Linked DNA regions of Rattus norvegicus: region 2 is linked to region 1. A link is a contact called in public Hi-C data. All regions are on one chromosome and are shown on one strand. Each heading gives the region's core, a stretch centred on a gene start, on an enhancer-like site or on the middle of the called end of the contact. The rest is flanking DNA. Distances are from core to core; before and after follow the strand shown. Region 1 holds the start of C1qtnf6 (C1q and TNF related 6). Region 2 has its middle 9.6 kb from the start of Cyth4.

What was found. A called contact is a pair of places that touch in the nucleus more often than the background predicts.
Region 2: a Hi-C map of kidney shows a contact between it and region 1, with 3 times the contacts expected there. The contact joins the enhancer-like site here to the promoter of C1qtnf6 in region 1. A contact is called at or near these places in 3 of 12 Hi-C or Micro-C datasets (Schwann cells, hepatocytes and kidney).

The regions. Positions count from the first base shown.
Region 1 is chr7:111,962,215-111,967,787 of GRCr8, forward strand. C1qtnf6 (C1q and TNF related 6) reads right to left here and starts at 2,650. Exons shown (of 3, transcript NM_001034932.1): 1 at 2,583-2,650; 2 at 1-150. The coding sequence starts at 2,588. It overlaps LOC120093686 (a long non-coding RNA gene), which reads left to right and starts at 2,735. Exons shown (of 3, transcript XR_005487247.2): 1 at 2,735-3,561; 2 at 4,488-4,636; 3 at 5,123-5,573.
Region 2 is chr7:112,020,575-112,025,836 of GRCr8, forward strand. No RefSeq gene overlaps it. Among named protein-coding and RNA genes, the nearest start is that of Cyth4, 9.6 kb to the right of the region's middle. Within about 2 kb of position 2,232, at least 10 of the 93 cell types and tissues checked have an H3K27ac peak or open chromatin away from gene starts, as enhancers often do. A contact at or near this core is called in kidney, where this site is marked.

The DNA.
Region 1 (5,573 bases), core at 1,400-3,899:
GTCCTCAGGGTCACAACATCGTTGACAGTTTTTGGGGAGATGGGAGGCCACAGACTCCCCAAAGGTAGGCTCTTCTGTGGGGACCCCAAACACAAGAGGAAGAAGGAATACTGCCCAGATGGACCCCAGGCTGGCTGTCCCCATGATGACCTGGAAGGAGAAAGAGATACATTTCTCTCAGCATATCTGGTGTGTCAAGGCCCAGGGATAACACTGTAGCCATGGCAGACCCAGTGTTACTAGGGGAGCAGAGTAAGACCTCTGTGTGTGTAAGGCAAGTCTGGGGCCTCCGGGGAAGCAAGCCTTGGGGGGTGGGGAGACGATACTAGACTGGCCATCGAGCCTCCTGGCGTCTATCAACTGTGGTCACTGCCACGTGGGTTGGGAAGGAGGAAGGCCTCGTGGTGACACTCCAATGGCACAAACCCTCCTCCACTAAGACACCAAGGAAGATATCCAACTAACTAAGGAGATGGAGAATGTCTCTAAAGGCTGTTTGCTGACCTTGGCAAGATCTCTTGCAAGCACATAGGAGGTAGCAGGACCTAGGGTCCCTGAGACCGAGGCATTGTTAACCCTGCAGGCCCGTGCTTCTGTGCAGAAGCAGGAGGTGTCCCTCTTGAAGAACAAGTCAGAGATGTGCCCTTTGGAACAACATAAGGCTGGTTAGCAGGGCTCATCCTCTGGTAACAAACCACTTGCCCAGAAGCCATGTGATTTGAAGGTGGTTGTGTCAATCATGACAGGCCTACCAATCAGCCACTGAGGTGGTAAATTGAAATTAAGGGGGTGAACAGAAAGCACCTGGAAGTTGAAAGGAATCAGAGATGGTAAGGTTCCATCTTGAGACTTGAACATGATGAGGTCTAGAGTTTCCAGAGTGGGGCAGGAAGTAGGCCGGACACCAGAGGAACCTGGACCAATAGGCAGGAAGCCTGCAGTGGGCCTTTGAGGTGGTGACAGGCTCGGGGGCTGGCTCCACCCAATTATCACAGATCAGAAAGTGCTATTGAAACCAGACTGGTTTTTTACACCTCTGGCGTCTCTTTGTTTATTTCCTTTTTGTTCCTCTTTAACATTTAGTACAAATTCAAAAATATTTTTCTGTGGTTAATACAGGCTGAGAAGGTAAAATGATTACTTCATGAAAGGCTATGTGTTAAAGGGACAGAAGCTCTGGATCTCTGGGGGCCAGGGTGACAACAGGAGGTGTCTTCATAGACACCTCCTTTCTGGAATGATTCTGTCCACACTGCTGGGGCCTGCTGTTTCTATTCCACAGGCAGGGAAACCTCTCAGAGACCAACTCCATGCCTATTCTTAACTACAGGTCGCAGCAACACCCCCCACAGTGCACGCGCACACGCGCGCACACACAGACACGCACACACAGACACACACACAAACATACACACAAACATACACACACATATACACAGACACGCACACACAGACACACAGACACACACATATACACACGCACATTCACACACGCACACACACAGACACACACAGGCACACACACGCACACACACAGACACACAGACACAAACATACACACATACACACACGCACGCACACACACAAACATACACACATATACACACACATACACAGACACACACACTCACACACACACAGACACACACAGACACACACGCACGTTCACACATGCACACACACAGACACACACAGATACACACAGGCACACACACAAACATACACACATACACACACACAAACACACACACACACACACACACACACACATATATATATACACACACACACACTTTATTCTGGCCATATGCCCACCCTAGGGGGGGAATCCAAATAACTAACAAACGTGTGACCTAGTGGTCACGTGACCTAGAGATTGCAGCTTAGCCCCTCTTTCATTCACACAAGATGCCAACATGTCTGCCTTGCTAGGCAATACAGGCAACTTACACTCTGGGAAACTGCCTAGCTTGTCAAAGACTTCAAAGTGCCCATTCCCTCCTCTTCCTGTATAGGGCTTGAAAGGCAAAGAACTTCCGGAGAGTCGGTGTGGTTTGGAGACATTTTTGTTTCCTATTGGTCTGGTCCCTTGGGAGTCAGGAGTCAGATGCTCAGAGACACAGAGCTGCAGCTTGGGAGCAGGAAGCAGGAAGCAGGGCCCTCTCCATGGAAATAGTACTAATCGCAGATGGTATCCCTGATGGGGTTCTGGGAGGGGGGGCAGGCAGGACTAAGCATAGGGGATCACACCAACCATAGAGGGGTCTTTCTGTTTCCCACCACCTCACCTAAAAAGCCAGAGCATCTTGGCAGGTAGCTGGGGTACCATTGTTGTTATCCAGATGGGTGGGCCGGGCTTAGTGGCTTGGAGGTGTGGGGGGGGGGCGGAGGAAGTCCCTGCAGGGGCAGGTAAACACAAGAAGTGCAGGGTAGCAGAGAAGAGGAGATCTTCCAATGAGCTAGCTGGCTAGGCCAGAGGGAAAGAGCTATGTGCTTACCAGAAAGAGGGGAACAGAGGCATCTCAGACTATGACCCCCAGCTCCCATCCCAGACAGAAGAAGGGAGGCCACCAGCCACTCACCCTCATCCTGCAGCCTCAAGCTCAACTCACAGACCCCGAACGGCCTCTGGCTCCTTGGCCCATGTCTGTGATGATAACTTGTTGCAGGCCCAACCCCTAGGCCTACGACTGAGCTAGGAGGGCGGAGGGATGGAGGGAGGGAGGAGGGAGCATGCTGAGCTGGCTTCCCAGTCCCCTCCTCCTGCTCCCGCCGCTCCAGCCTGGGGATCTGCCTCGGAGATACTGGGAGACTCGGATCTTTAACACCTTGGGCATCTGTGGTCCAAGCCCAGCTACGGGAATCTGTTTGAGTCAAATGCCCCAAGAATTAGCCAGGATGAGTATCAAGAGCTGAGAAATACTTGGCCTGGAAATTGGAGGCGGCAGAGACGGGGCAGGGCTCTGCATTACTCTGGGAAAGGGAGGCAGAGCTAGGGACTCTGCAGCCTGGATCTAGTCTGAGCCCAAGAGTCATCTGCTAAGAGCTACAGAGACAGAGGGAGTGGCATGGGGGCACTGGCACACATCCTCCATAGGCTATCCTGGTCCTAACACCCAGCAACATAGCTAAGTATTGTCTCTCCTACCCAAGGTGGTCTAGGATTCTGCCCCTCGCACGCAAGTGCTGGACAAAGGATGGCTTATTCTATCTTCTGCACCTGGAATCCTGCCTTCATTGAATCAACCTTTGGTCTCCTAAAGCTATCTCCCTCACAGAAGTAACCCCCAAGAAGTTCATGGTGGGGCGGGGGCTGGGGCGAGGGGAGGCAGCCTGTGTGCCCTGGGTCTAGTGAGAACTCTGCCTCCGATTCCTCCCGGGCAGACTGGGGAACATTTAGCAAAGTCACTGCCTGGCTCCTGGCCCTGGTATCCTGGGGTCAGAAACCCTGTGCAGTTCATGTCAAATGTCCCTCACCCTTGTCGATCTGTTATTTCAGTTTTGCTGAACACCTCTTCCCTGAGCTAAGCTTCACCTCACTGGAGACCTTGGTCCTCAAAGGTATTTGGATTTATTCCCACCCCAACCCCGGCCTCTCTCCAGGCCACGGAGTATGAGCAAGTAAGAAGCTAGAGGGTCTTGGCCACAGTATTGCTCTCCAGCCCACTGCTAATGGGATAGATTTAGGTCTTGGACTTCCTGGCCCCACTAACAGTTAAAAAATAAAAAAAGTGGGGTTGGGGATTTAGCTCAGCGGTAGAGCACTTGCCTAGCAAGCGCACGGCCCTGGGTTCGGTCCCCAGCTCCGAAAAAAAAAAGAAAAATAAAAAAATAAAAAAGTACACCAGCCCTGATCCTTAGGGTCTTTGACAGGGCTGTCTCTGGGCTCAGGCATTCTGGGTATTTAGGCAGACAATCCAACAGCAATCTCAGGCCTGGAAGGGGCCTCAGAAATGACCTAATCCCATCCCTTAATTAGGGACATTGTGGCCCAGGGAGACCAAGCCTTTGGTACAAGGTCACATAAGTGAAATCCAAGTTGGAAGGACACCAGATTCTTCTAGTCTGGTGCTGCATCCCAAAAGGACATGGGTTCCTCAGGTCCAGTCAGGAATACTGGGGGGCCCAGAAGAAAGCAGATAGAGGGATGATAGCCCTATAGGGGCCACCGCAGGGGTCACCACCAGACTCACACAGGCATGGCTTTGTGTAGCCCGCCCTGAGTAGCATTCCTGGGGCACAGAGCCAGGACTAAAGGGAGGCTACCGTTTCAAGCTGCAGCCACCAGGGCAAAGGGCTGAATCAGCAGCCCCAAGGGTGGGGACGGCACCAGGCGGTCTCAAATCTCTGGTGTTAGAAAACTGGGAAAATGGGTGAAAGAAAAGATGGATGGATCAGGAAGAAGCAGGCGAAGGGCACAGTTGTGCAGAAGGCTGGCTGTGTGCCTTGCACTGGTACCCCACTACACTCCGTACCACCCTATACAGGGACAACCTGTTCATTTCACCTTAACAAACCGGGAGGCTCCCAGCCACTGACCTCAGGCATGAAGATGTTCCAGGCACATCAGGTAGATTTGAGACATGGAGTCCAGTCCTGGAGTAACAGATTACAGCTCTCTGTTCCATGATATTGGGTAAGTTTCCTTACTTCCCTGAGTCTTTGGGGTGCAGTGAGGGAGGGGGTTGAGACAAGGTTTCTCTGTGTAGTCCTGGCTATCTTGGAACTCACTTTTTAGACCAGGCTGGCCTCGAACTCACAGACATCTGCCCTCCTCTGCTTCCCCAGCACTGGGGTTTAAGGTGTGCACTGCCACTGCCTGACATTTCTTTGGGTCTTAATGACCCTGGGCCAGACAATTTTGAAGAGTCCAGGAATGTATTAATGTCTGGAAATAGCCAACCAAAGGGTACCTTGCTACTTTGGTTAAGCTCTGTATGCTGAGGTGTGCACCCACTTTTCTCCACACACCCACCAGTACCCTAAGGTCCATGACACCTTCTACACTCTTTCAAAGCCTCTGTCAGCAAACGTATACTGGAACATAATCGCCAGAACCAGGTCTAAGGCCAGACTCCCATGATGTGTTTGTTTCTCTTCTCACTCCCGCCCTTTCTCCCAGGAGTCAGGACAAGGACTTGCTGACGCCAGAAGTGAGCCGAGTATAAATCGTGAATGGTAATTCACAGTTGGAGTTCAAGGTCACCACCAAGTTAAGGTCTGCACAGACGGGTAGGAGGGCGCCATCTTCTGGAGGGAGCCAGCGCGAGGCCCTGCACCCAGTACCAGAACCCCGGCAGGCAGTCCAAGCCTGGCTGGGGAGCAGAGTTTATTCCTCCAAACCTCAGCACCCCCAGAAAGTGGGCAGAGATCCAGGGCCCACGCCGTGGAACCCTAGAAAGGAGTCGAGCATATCCAAACAGGGCCAGAGTCTAGTCCAGCCGAGTAAGGCCGAGTACAGCCGAACAGAGACTTTTTTTTCCGAGCCTAAACGAACAGAGTCGGGTCCAACCGGGTGGTTCCGATTATGGCCGAATCAAGCCGAATCTGAGCGAAGAGGAAGAGCTGGTGCT
Region 2 (5,262 bases), core at 982-3,481, 58 kb after region 1:
CTGCTCATTTGCATTCCTGCCAGCACTTCAGGGCAACCTCCCTCATCCTCCACCACAGATCTGCACACATGCTGCGTGCTCCCTGGCTGAGGGCTGCCCTTCAGAGAGGAAAGAAAGCAAGTCTCCTTGCAGCTTTCATTTAGATTTCCCCGAGGACTTATAAAGATGAGCTTTGTGTCCACGTGTCTGGGCCCATTCTTGGCCTGTGTGTCTGCTTGAGTCTTTGCCTGCTGTAAGATCAGATTGTTTGTCCTGCTATTGAGCTGGGTTTGCTCTTTATATATTCTGGATAGCAGCCATCTGACAGTATGTGCCTTGTAAATTTTGTTCACGGGTCTCCACTCAGGTGATTTCTGGCTTTGCTGTAGGGACACCTCCCTCTTTGATGCATCCGATATTTCTTTTCTGCCATTGTTTTATGTCTTTTCAGAACCACCTTTTAAAAAAAGTCACTGTACAAGACAGTGCAAAGAAACTCTCCTCTTCTCTACTCAAACATCTACACTTCCTGCCTCCACACTCATGTCTTTAATCCATTTGAGTCCATGGTGAAATGTGGTGTGAGAGATGAGTTCATTTCTACTCTTTATTTTATGTGCATTGGTGTTTTGACTGTGCGTGCATGCGTGTGTGTGTGTGTGTGTGTGTGTGTGTGTGTGTGTGTGTGTGTGCGCTGCACAACCTATCCAGAGCCATAGCTGCAAGGGATCCAGGACACAGCGTTGAGACTGCCTATTAAGGCCTTGGCCTCACAACCCAGGGTGGCCTTCATTAAACTGTGGCCTACAACTAGTCACGGTGCTCTCCCCCAGCACTCCCTGTCTGTGTAACTCAGGGAGAATCACAGAACCTCTCTCAGACCCAGCCTCGCTCACAGACCGGTAGGGGTTTCTGGGAAATGATTCTGAGACAAAGGTGTAAAAGTCTACACCTGTCCAAGGATCTGGCCTGAGAGATTTCCTGACAAAGCCAGTCCTTCCTTGTCTGCCAGTCATGGAAAACAAGGGGCCTGGCCTCTCAGTCCCCTTCCCTTTTGAGACTTGTTCCTCACACACACACTCCAGCCTCCCATGCCACCACACACACCACAGCACATACTGACCCACACACTGAGCTCATGGCTTCTCCACAGAGCTAGCACAGGTCATTCCTACCCTCTCTCTTCTCTCCCAAGGAGGCCCTTAGACCCCCTCCAGCCTACAGCCCCTTCCTAGGTCCTCCCTAGGAGAAGTACCACTGTCATCCCCTGGTTCTGTCCCATGCAATAGTGGACTGCTGCACCCAGTGGACCGAAGACTGTCTGCGCCCAGGGTGGGGTGGCCACTGCACCCAGGCAGGTGGGGGACACCGTCTACCATGTGACTCAGATCACTAGTTGCCTGCTGAGCCTGGGCACCAGGCTTTGTTCTGGGGGGAGAGAGAGAGAGAGAGAGAGAGAGAGAGAGAGAGAGAGAGAGAAGAACACACACTGATGGTTGTCAGTTGTGTCCAGGAATACAGGGTCATTGCACAAGTGGCACGTACTCTGAGGGGACACGTCCTCACAGGTGAAGTAAGGGACAGTTTGAGCTCACCAGAGGACAAGCCTAGAACTACCGTGGCCTATGAAAAGATGGATGGAAAATGATGGAGAACTGTAAGGGGGGAATAACCAGAGGGGAGGGAGGGAGGGATGAGAGATGGGGGAGGAGGGAAGATGATGGGGAGGGGGGAAAATGATGGAGAGGAGAAGAATGGAGGGAGAGAGGAAGAGAGGGGAGATAGGGTGAGCAGAGAGCATACTTGAGGACCATTCCAGGACTTCCTGTGAGATCTTTGCGTGCAGGGTGACCCCAAGGGGAAGCTAAAACTTGTAGACAGTGATAGTGCCCACACCATCCCATTAACAATCAGAAGTAGTAAGAGGAAAATCAGAATGAAGAAAACTCTGAGTAGAGATAGGATCTGACCCAGAACACCAAAGACTTACATCATCCATGTCAATCAGACCCAACCTCCCAGCCCTGTAGATCCTGACCCCACACTGCCCTCTTCCCCAACACCCAGCACCCTTCACTCTGAGACCAGCAAGGGAGATTCGGGAAGGACGCATGGAGAAAGAAAGACAGAGGTGTAGCCCAGCCCTATGATCCCTTGGGAAGAAGCTTGCAGAGGTCAGCACAGCTCCAGGGTCCAGTATTTCTGAGTGTGATCCCCACTTCGGCCACATGAGGGCACCCACGAGCCAGTGTGCTCAGGATAGACCTGCTCAGCCTCGACTTCTTGGTAGCCCAGCTCAAAGCTGCCTACAGAGTGCCTGCAGCCGGCCTTGACTGGCTCTCTGCTCACTGCATTCCATGCACATTGTTCACAAGATCCCTCTGAACTCCCCATGTTTAAACTAGTCGCCTCTCCCTGTGCGGCCGGCCGCAGTGTTACTCTCATTTTTTACAGACAGGAAGCTGGTACTTGTCCTCTGATGGGGGTTGGGGGGGGGGGGTGAGCAAGAGAAGAGCTGGCTTTCCAGTCCCGAGTTCTGCAGTTTCCGTAGCACTCCACCCCCACCCCAAGACCACAGAGCACCCTAGGCTGCCTGGGAGATAAATGACTGATTATCTCCATATTACAACAGCGTCATTTTTTCCTTCTTTTTTTTCTTTTTGTTCTGTTTTGTTTGTTTTTGAGACGGGGTCTCATGTAGCCCAGGTTAGCCTTGGGGGTCACTATGCAGCCAAGAATGACCTCCAACACTAGACCTTCCTGCCTCCACTTCCCAAGTGCTGAGATTACAGGGCTCACCTCCACACCCAGGTCGGGAGTGCTGGGGATGGAGACCAGGGATTTGTACATCAAGATAATCGACCTTCCAACAGAGCCATCTCTGCAGCCTGCAGTCCCTCCTTTCTGTGCAGTAAAGCTTCACTATTAGGGCAGAGTGGAGGCCTGGCGTGCCTGACCCCAGTCCCTGGGCCTCATGCTCCTGTCTGGAGTCTTCGTCCCACATCTATGAGGACCACCATCTCCTGAGGGTCAGGTAAAGATGGCTGCTGGGATGGTTTGTCTATGCTCAGCCCAGGGAGTGGTACTATTAGAAGGTGTGGCCTCGTTGGAGTAGGTGTGGCCTTGTTGGAGTAGGTGTGGCCTCATTGGAGTAGGTGTGGCCCTGTGGGCATGGGCTTTAAGACTCTGATCCTAGCTGCCTAGAAATCAGTATTCTGCTAGCAGCCTTCAGATGAAGATGTAGAATTCTCAACTCCTCCTGCACCATGCTTGCCAGGGCACTGCCATGTTCCTGCCTTGATGATAATGGACTGAACCCCTGAACCTGTAAGCCAACCCCAATTAAGTATTGTCCTTATAAGAGTTGCCTTGGTCATGGTGTCTGTTCACAGCAGTAAAACAGTTTCCATCCACAGGTAGCTCACGAGCTCTCATCCTCCTTGATGTTGAGCAGATAAGATACCTCTCATCATGTCAGTGCCACGTCTGTGGTTAACTCTGCTAGCCTATGGCAGTGGTCCTCAACCTGTGGGTCATGGCCCCTTTGGGGTTGAAATAACCCTTCACAAGGTCACATATCAGATATTTACATTACGATTCATGACAGTAGCAAAATTACAGTGAAAGTGTAGCAATGAAATAATGCTATGGTTGGGGTCACCACCACATGAGGGACTGTATTATAAGGTGGTAGCGTTAGGAAGGCTGATAGCCACTGACCTAGGTGACATAGAAGAGCTACCTTAGCTGTGGTCCTCAGCATTCTAACAGGCTGGCAGGCAGAGACCAGTGGGAGGACGGACCACACTGAGCAAATGACCTCACAGTGGTACAGAGCCCAGGGCCACAGAGGAGGAAATGAAACTTGACTGGGGATGGCTGTGCTGGGCAGAGTCCTCACCTCAGCTTCCTCCTCTATAATGACAGAGGAGACACTCGGATGGCTGTCAGGCCTCCTCCTGTGGGGTGTGCTGGCTTTAGAGGACTACAACCCGCTGCCCTCACATCGCCTTAGTTATGTTCCTGCTGTTGCTGCTGCTGCTGCTGGTATAAAGTTTTATTATAAAATTCAAGGGTGCAGTCCACTGTGGCAGGGGAGAGATTGAAGTGACTTGAGCTCGGTGGATCTGGTCACACAGCTCACAAAGTCGAGACGTGGAGAGCAGTGAATGCTTTCGCTTGGCTCGTTTTCCTCTCCTTTTTATTTAAACAGTCCAGGATCCCTTGCCTGGGGAATGATGGCACCCACGGTGGGCAGGCTGTCTCACGTTAATTTACCTGATCAAAGTAAACTCCCAGAAGCATGGCCAGAGCCCATCTCCCATATGATTCTCAATCCCATAGACTTGAGCATGGATACCAACCATCACAAATTCTTTCTTGACACCCTTGGGTGAGGCTGCCTTCACCCAACCCTGGCAAAGGCGGTCTTTTCAACAAGCAAGAGCAGTAGAGCCAACAGCCTCCAAGTGAGGGTGTTAGAACCCCACCTCACTTCACACCAGGAAGTGTGAAGCCTACGGCTCCCGGTGCAGTCAGGGCCAAGTTGGGAGCGAGTGTCATCACCCCCGCATGCACAGGGAGGAGATCCCAAACTTTTGAAGCTGTCACTTGCCTTTTGCTGGGGTGGAATATGGCAGCTGTGGTCTGTGGGAACCCAAGAGCAATCTGCCTATTTAATAGGCACTCCAAATAGCACAAAAGTGGGCTAGCCCCACAGTGTCAGAGCCTGCAGTGAGGAGTGGTGGAGAGGGGCAGAGGGTCTCAAAGGCTGAGGGTACAGGGACCACTGAAGGGATTTTGTTTTACTTTCTTTGCTACTTACTCCCTCAGCCTAGTGTCTGCACAACTTATTTATGCTATGACCCCTGTCAGATGACCTCCTTTTCAGGGGTGAATAATATTCCAGTGTTGGTTTAGGGCCAGCAAGATGGCTCAACAGGTAAAGGTGCTTGCTGCCAACCCAGATGACCTGAGTTCAAACCTCAGGACCCCCTGATAGAAGGAGAGAACCAACTCTTGTAGGTTATACTCTGACCATTACACACATGACCAAGCACCTACATGTTTCTCTGCACACAGGCACAAAACTAATTTAAAATGTAATCAAGTTTTGTTTAAGTTGTGGCAAAACAAGCATAAAGTTTACCATTTTTTTTACTAGTTCAAAATGTATATTTTCTTACCAGGAGCATACACAACAGACAACCATCCTACCAGCTCTTTCTAGAATGTTTTACATTATTTTCTTCCCCCACCCTGGCAACCATGATTGTCTCTGTC